Linked DNA regions of Sus scrofa: region 1 is linked to region 2. Evidence: chromatin contacts called from public Hi-C data. All regions are on one chromosome and are shown on one strand. Each heading gives the region's core, a stretch centred on a gene start, on an enhancer-like site or on the middle of the called end of the contact. The rest is flanking DNA. Distances are from core to core; before and after follow the strand shown.

Region 1 (4,018 bases), core at 513-3,012, 400 kb before region 2:
TTTTTAATAAAATGCTTTGAGTTTAACTAAAGCTCTGGAATATTCTTTATTTCTCTTGAGACGGGTGATTTAAGGGCTGAAAGAGGCAAGCATGCATCTGAAGACCTACAATTTAAATTTTGGCTGTCAATTTAGCTCATTAACCTTGTCTGGATCTGTGATGTTTGCCTGTGTGGGAAGAAGAGTGGTACAGCCCTGTCCGTGGAGCATTTTCAAGATGACAAAAGGTTCTTCGAATTATTGAGGTTTTTCTGGAGGGAGAAGAGTCTGCAGCCCAGGACGGGTTCTTGGTCTGTTTCATATTACTCAGATTTGCACAGGCAATTACACAGGGGGATTGCATCAATGCAGGGCCGCCAGCCACCGACGCCATACAATTACACAACGGCTTCGGTACTTAAACTTTAAAATTCTTACACCATTGTGCCTGTTCTATTAGAACAAACTGCAGCAAATGATCCAAGGCCAATGCAAATGACTGGAGAGGTGCACAGGGGGAGAGGGAAGAGGTGCAGTGTGGCCCCTACTGGCCAGCTCAAGCAATCACCAGGCCTACGTGCTGGCTGTGGCAACCACTGGCTTCTTTGTGCTTTTCAGTCCACGCTTTTCAAGTGGGGCTAACAGTAAGAATTACCTAATTCACAGAAGGGTTGTGACGATTAATGAGGGGAGTTAGGCAAAGCATGACCTGGTCCTGGTACAGAAAGTACTGCATAAACACAGGGGCTTAGAGGAGCTCTGTTTGGATGGTTGATTGATTTCTTTAAATGCCAGCATCCACAGTTGTGCCTTCTCTGGTAATTCTGTTTATAAACCATAATGTTATTGTGCTCTCCCTGATAAGTTAATTCCGATAATAACACTGTAGTCCCCCAAATATAAGCTACTTGATTTAAAAAGGTATATCCAAAAAGGAAATCTAACTAAAATATTAATAAAGCTGGAACCACTAGTGAAAAGCAAATTCATAATGAGGTTAAATGTCTTACCATCTGAGCATAAATGTTCCCAAGGGCTGACCTGGTATATACAATTTTTTCAAAACTTTTAAAAGATTGAACTTATTCTCCTAAAAGTCAATCAATTACATTACCAATTTGACTCAAATTTATTCTTTTTGCCCTATTTATCACAGAAGATTGGGGGGTGAGATGGAAGAAGCAGGGGATTCAACCACCAAACTGGCCATCCTGAAGAAAATGGCCTGGAATGAAAAAGAAAGGAGATAACAACTGGAAAATAATTTTGCAGAAGGTCTTCCTTTATTAAGGGAAGTGACCACAGCTGTGGTTGCTCAGATGTTCATAAATTACCAATATCTACCAACAGGAAGTGATTATATTTAGAAGGTAAATAATAAAACTTTCCAACTAGTTTTAGAAGAATGTCAGATAGATTATGCATACAAATAGAATATAGAATTAAGTTATCTCACAGTTTAGCAGGCAGAATCATAAGCAGATCAAGAATCAAACACCATATTTTTAGCTTCAAACATTTTGCCTGAAATGGAATTCCTCTACACGGCAAACATGCCTCCCCTTATGCAGCAAAATCCACCTTGAGTCCAACACCATTTTCCTAAAGTCTAAGTCCTTTCAATAAGGCACTAAATCTTTTTATTGCAACCACCAAATGCTTTCTTATTGCTAGAATTGGTACAACACACCGGCTTTCCTGATATACGCTCCAGTTTTTCAAGATTCTGTTAGAAACAAAATGATCCTTTATGACCTTTTTTTTTTTTTTTTTTTTTTTACAACATTTCCCCTCATTTAGTGCTTTCCAGAATTTCTATCATTAATTAAAGGACCTTCCCTCACCATCCCTCCCCAACAACAACAACAAAACTCATCCATTCCCCAATTGCCTGTCAGAGGCTAAACAAAAGTCAGTCTATCACAGCAGCAGGGACGGTCATGCCAATTTCGCAGTATGATTTGTGCACTCATTTCATTTTGAAAATGACCCTGCCCTCCATCTGTCTAAGCCGAATGTCCTGCTTTTTTCAAGCCAGGCCTTGGGAGCAGCAGCACATGAACTAAGGAGGAAGACACAGGACAGCCTCCCTCCTGCCCACTTCAGCTGCTCACAGACAGGTACCAGCACAAAGAAGGGACCCTCCACTGATGCCTGCGGGGATCAGAGAAATCTGGGGGAGAGCAGAGTCCTTCTATTTTGCATACCTTTCCAAGAAGCCATTTGAGGGTGAATGCTCTCATGACGCAAATACAACTCTGGAGATCCAACTGATAGACCGAAGTTATAAAAGGCAATTTCCCATTTCCATGTTCTGTCCTGTTACCTTGATTTACAATAGCAACTTGTCCTAAGTAATAGGTCATACATAATGACTTTAAAATATTGAGCCTGAGTTTCCAAGGGCCAAGTGTAGTCAGGCAGCCATAAAAGTGAAGCTCCTCCCTCCCACTCCCACTCGTTCCTAATTACTGACCAGCATGAGCAAGCATCCCTCAACCCAGGCACTTCCCTGGGTAGAAGGCCCTAAAAGGGTGCACCCAGAGATCAGGTTGAAAGAAGTAATGTGGGCCTCATCAGCTGCTTTCTCTGGGGATCTTAGGTCGGCCAGAATGCCACTCAGCTCCTCTGAAATGGGTAGGTACAGTTTGTCCTCTTCTCGGTATTGATGAAAGGAAAGTTTCACTGTCTGGTCCACCCAGAAGGACAGAGCTCTGCCAATTTCTCAGCAAGGAAGAAGAATGAGGACAGAAGGTCAGTTGTGTTGCTATACAGTCAATCACATGCTTGCAGAAGTCTCCTTCCTGCTATACTGGGTGACTAGGAACTATACAACCCACCCACACCAGACTAGTTATTTCCTAACACCTGCTCAAAGCTGCAATTCAGAACTGGAAGTTCAAATTTCTACTACCCACACCAAGATGGTTGGTTGTTCTCATGGAGAAAAAAAAAAATACACTAATATTCCAGCATACGGTGTGGCACCAAATGCTGGATCTCTACAAACTCATCTATAGGAAATGCATGGACTAGGTTAGGAGCAGTCACTGTCTTCTACTGAAACTAGCTGCTGGATATCAAGGCACTGCTGCTTACCACTTAGCTGTGTGGTCTTGAGCAAATTATTTAAAACTCTCTAGTATACAGATTCCTTATTGGTAATATGCAGAACACATGGTAGTGATTAAGATTAGAAATAATATATGTAAATGTTCTAGCAAAGTGTGGCACAATAACAAATTGCAACTGGTATCAGCTCTGGAATTTATATGTAGAAAAGATGTATGGGCAGTAAAACTATTTAGGAGGCAGATAAAGGATTTGCACAGAAGTCTTTAAGCATATAGTATATAGCAAAGATGTTTATTCAAACACTGTTTATCTTAAGTACTATACAGGAGAATGCACATCACTGATGATCAATGGAGATGTAGGGAGATTAGGAAGACTGGTTTCTTTCTTTTCTTCTTCCCTTTTTTTTGGGTCTTTTTAGCCACACTAGGCCAGAAGTTTAATTGGTGCTGTAGCCACTGGCCTACCTACGCCATGGGCACAGCAACGTGGGATCCAAGCCAAACTGGGTCTGTGACCTACACCACAAGTCACCTCAACGCCAGACCCTTAACCCACTGATTGGGCCCAAGGATCTAACCCGCAACCTCATGGTTACTAGTCGGGTTGTTACCGCTGAGCCACATAAGGAACTTCATGGCTGGTTTCTTATTTGTAGCGAAAGTTGATAGACCAGGCCAATAGATATAGCCAAAATTAAACGTCAACATCTGCTCTGTAATAATTGTTTGTGAAGGGAGCGAGGGGAAGGCCCCTAGATCTAAAATTGAACATTTCCCAGTACCAGATAATAGTCACAAAACCATTTCCCATCGTTAACTATAGAAACGACAAAAATAAGGATTCTTATCTTCTACATCCTGTCTTAGTGTGCCCTCAAGGCAGCTTAAAAACAGAACTTACTGTAATTCCAGGGGAATTCCAAAGAAATACTACACCTTTTCCTTCACAGTAAATTACAAAA
Region 2 (3,996 bases), core at 869-3,368:
TTCTCAATTGCTCTGGTTCCTTTGGATCATGGCCCTGAATAAACAAATCAATACATTTTAATAAGTTCGTTTAGTAGGCAAATGCTAAGAAAAATGCACAAGCCTTTTAATCTGCTACAAATAAACTTAACATCAAATCCTTGTACTGTTAACACTTTGTCCAGTTAAAAATTGGAATAAGATCATACACATTCAGCGATTAAAGGGACCAAAGTACCAAGAAAACCTATAACCAGACTTTGAAATGCCAGCATCACTTAAAAACTAAACTTGAAACTCAACAGAATTCCACAATCAAAAGTCCCGTAATTTTGAACTACAATTTACAAGTGTCTGGGGACAAATTATTTTAGAAGTTGCTACTGAGAAACCATTTCCTAAGAAACCAAAGTGTTGTAAATGCAGTGATACATCTATGCCATTTCTTTTTATGTCTTCCCCTGTGTCTACACCCTAACAAGCATTTAATTTTAAACCACAAAACTCTGAAGTACAACCTGCATTATGAATGCCAAATTTAGAGAAATTTACCACTTACAAGCAAATAAAGATGTTAAAATAAGTACTCCTAAAAAGACATGAAAAAATCCACCACGTATCTTGCTTGATACCTTCTTGTAATCGATTTGTTACAACTAATATACTGTAAACAGTTCCTATTCACAGCTGTACAACACCAAAAATGTCAATAACAACATTTTATTTGATCACAAAAAAGGATTTGTGTTAAGTATATTATTTGACAGGAATGGAGCACAATAAAACAAATTGAAATCTAAAAAATTAAGACACGGCCTGACCGTTTCACAATTTAACAAACAAGATCTGCCACTTTATATGCATCCAAAGTCCTTAAAAAGAGTTCACATTTACATTCTAAGGTCTTCCTGTGTCTTCTAAAAGTAGAGACATTAAGCATCTAATATGAAGAGACTATGACATGCTAGGAAAGTTAAATGATTAATAGCCTAAAGTACTACTTCACTTAGTCTCACTTTCCAAGTTCTGATTAAATGTACTTGACGTTACACAAAGTTGACGGAAACTGTAACAGGAAAATTATCTCAAGTAAAAGAAAAAATTCGACTCTAGCTGCAGTCCTCTAAAACAAATACCCAAGAAACTACAACGTGAGCCAACCCGTCAGAAAAAAGAAAACATGAGTATCAAAAAGTTTTTAATTTCCTACTTTACATCTACATGCAAATTCTAAGATGCAGTATTTAACCCACATGGTGCAAATCTGCGTATAATTCTAAGTAGTTCAGCAAAAATGGCAGACCAAAAAGTATTTTAAAGCAGCAAACTAAACAAAAAAATTATTTTCAACTGAGTGTTGCGAAGAACACAGCCGAGAGAATCTCTTCTCCTGAGAGAGGTATGTAAGGCCTAAGGCACCGGGAGAACATCCTTGAAAGCACTAGGCCCCAAGCTTCGAGGCCATTTGCGGCATTTTCTGCTGGGCCGCCTCCTTCCTCTCCCTTCCAATCCCACGTTCTCCCGGCGGCGGAGCCAGGCGGCGGCCATTGCGTGCCAATGCGCCATTTCGTAACGCGGCAGCGGATCAATGTCAGTGTGGCCGCCGCCCGCCTGCTAGCTCGCCCGGATGTGCCTGCTCGTCCCCTCCCCTCCCCCACCGCCTCCTCCCAACCGCTCCCGCCGAGGCCCGCCATGCCGTCCTCGGCCTTGGATGCGAGGCCGCGCGGCCGGCGGACCAACTTCCCTCCCGAGGTCTCCCCAGCCACGCCTCGCAGCAAAAGACCACCTGTGCAGACGAAGGAGACGCATGGCGGGCAAGAAGCCCCGAAAAAACCTCTGAAGCCCGTTCCCCTCCCCCCACCACCGCCCGTCTCAACGCAGAGCGCGGGACAGCCTCCCGGTCCGCCCGGCCTCCCCGCTCCCACCGAGCCAGGCCCTTCATGCTGGCCATTACCCATCAACCCCCCACTCTCCCCCTAATACCTCCTCCCCCCGGCGGCGGCGGCGACGGCCGGAGTCGGGCTGGGGGCGACCGGGCGGCGGTTTTACCTCCATTTTGAGACCGGACTCGCCTCTTCCAACTCGAGTTCAATATGGGACCGAGAGGAAGAGGCGGGGCCAGTGACCACGTGACGCGCCTTCCGCGCGCCGCCGGCCTAGTGGGGGGAGGGGCGAATAGGTGCAGGGCGTGGCCAACTGGGCGCGAAGAGGGACTGGATGAGCGGGTTGGCGGGCAGAGGGTGGGGGCGTGGCAGGCCCCGGGAGCGCGCGCGCTCAGCCAACTTCCAGTGCGACGCCGCCCTAGCCGCCGTTCGCGCCTGGGTGGCTGCGAGGACGTCGTCTGGGTTTCGGCCAATGGCCAGCGCCCACGTCGGGGGAACGCCTCGTGACCGCGCGTCACCGGAGAAAAAGGCTTGTTTCCCTTTCTTCTTGCGCTCCTTTTCCCCTCCCCCACGTGGGCCTCTAGCTTTCCATTACCAAATTCATTTCATTCCCGTGCGTGAATAAAACCACACTTTTCTCTTGTACTTTATGGTTGCAAGAAAGCCCCCTCGGTGTCTTCTCGCGGGTTTCAAAATGCCAGAAACTGGTGTGTGTCTGACTGCGATGCCCACTGTGAGGGCGCGCACTGAAAATTCCTGTGACACCGATTGTGTGTATCTTGAGCACCTTGGAAAGACCTTAAAACGCGCGGCTGACACTGAAATTTCATCCTTAACAGCTGAGGCAGGAGCGTTCGAGGTCAGTTAATTAGGTACACACTGATCTTAAGAAATCTGTTGGCACTATTTTCTGACACTTCTAGTTACTGTGGAAAGAACTGAGCAACTGTTCTCACAGACAGGATTTAAGGAATGATTTACAAGATTGATGAAAAGTAGGATCACCAGATATGCTTCCTATTTGCGAGTGATTTCTATCTTATTTTTATTTGTGAAGTATAACGTAGAAGATCAATTAAGGAGTTAAATACTATGGAGCTAATCTCAGCCTACCTAGTAATTTTTTTTTAGAAATAGATTTATTTATTATTTTTTTGTCTTTTGTCTTTTTAGGGCCGCAGCACATGAAGGCTCCCAGGCTAGGGATCGAATTGGAGCTGCACTTGCCCGCCTACACCACAGCCCCAGAAAGGCAGGATCCAAGCCGCATCTGCGACCTACACCACAGTTCATGGCAATCCAGATTTTTAACCCACTAAGCGAAGCCAGGGATCGAGCCCACAACTAGTAGGGTTTGTTAACTACTGAGCCAAGACGTAAACTCCCTACCTAGTAACTTTAAGTCATTTGAACTTACTAAGCTTTTTTTTTTTTTTTTTTAATTAAAGTATAGTTGATTTACATGCTAAGCTTTAGTTTTAGGGTCTTTTCGAGATTTGGTCATCTCCGACACCCATGACAGCTGTAAATAATTTGTGGATCCGTATTTGAGCAAGGTACTGATAAAAGAGACCACAGTTGGCAGGTTTCCCTACCATGCTAAGAAATGCCCTGTATTTTAATGTACCAACCCTTTAGAATTGATCTGGCCCTCCTTTGGAAAGATCAGAAATCTAATCATTTATATTCTCCATTATTTGAAAAGCAGTTAGCTAATGAATGGGTAATGGTGGGTTCAGAGTTTGGAAAAAAAGGAACACAAAGATCAAGATTTTGATGTTTATCTAGCATTGCCCAAGTGGAACAGTGTTTTATTTGGGAAACAAGAGCAAAAGGTACTCTGTTCTGGGGCAAAAACAGTCACCAGGCCTTAATGTAACTTGAATGAAATAAGCCTCAAAGCATCCTCTGGTTGCTCTGATTCTTTTATCACAAGCAAATTATTACGTGTTCTGCTTATCAGTTACTCAGTGATAGCTAACACAAGTACTTGAGAAAATTTATACCCTTAGTGTCTTATTAATATATAAAGGCTTTGCAACTTTGATTACTATGAAATAGTCATGAATAACTTCTACAATTCTGAGTATAAAGAAAGATGGGAAGTTAAGGACCTTAGGAAGATGGTATTCAC

Evidence for each region. Hi-C and Micro-C count contacts between places; a contact is called where the count stands out from the background.
Region 1: a contact with region 2 is called in a Hi-C map of liver, with 6 times the contacts expected there. The contact joins the promoter of LOC100517977 here to the promoter of HNRNPA3 in region 2. A contact is called at or near these places in 3 of 47 Hi-C or Micro-C datasets (fibroblasts, heart right ventricle and liver) and 1 of 2 datasets of contacts at active chromatin or transcription factors (alveolar macrophages).

The regions. Positions count from the first base shown.
Region 1 is chr15:83,357,276-83,361,293 of Sscrofa11.1, reverse strand. LOC100517977 (tetratricopeptide repeat protein 30B-like) reads left to right here and starts at 1,762. Exons shown (of 4, transcript XM_003133505.5): 1 at 1,762-4,018.
Region 2 is chr15:82,956,451-82,960,446 of Sscrofa11.1, reverse strand. HNRNPA3 (heterogeneous nuclear ribonucleoprotein A3) reads right to left here and starts at 2,118. Exons shown (of 10, transcript XM_021075138.1): 1 at 1,963-2,118; 2 at 1-34. The coding sequence starts at 2,034. LOC110256983 (a long non-coding RNA gene) reads left to right here and starts at 2,210. Exons shown (of 4, transcript XR_002339079.1): 1 at 2,210-2,721.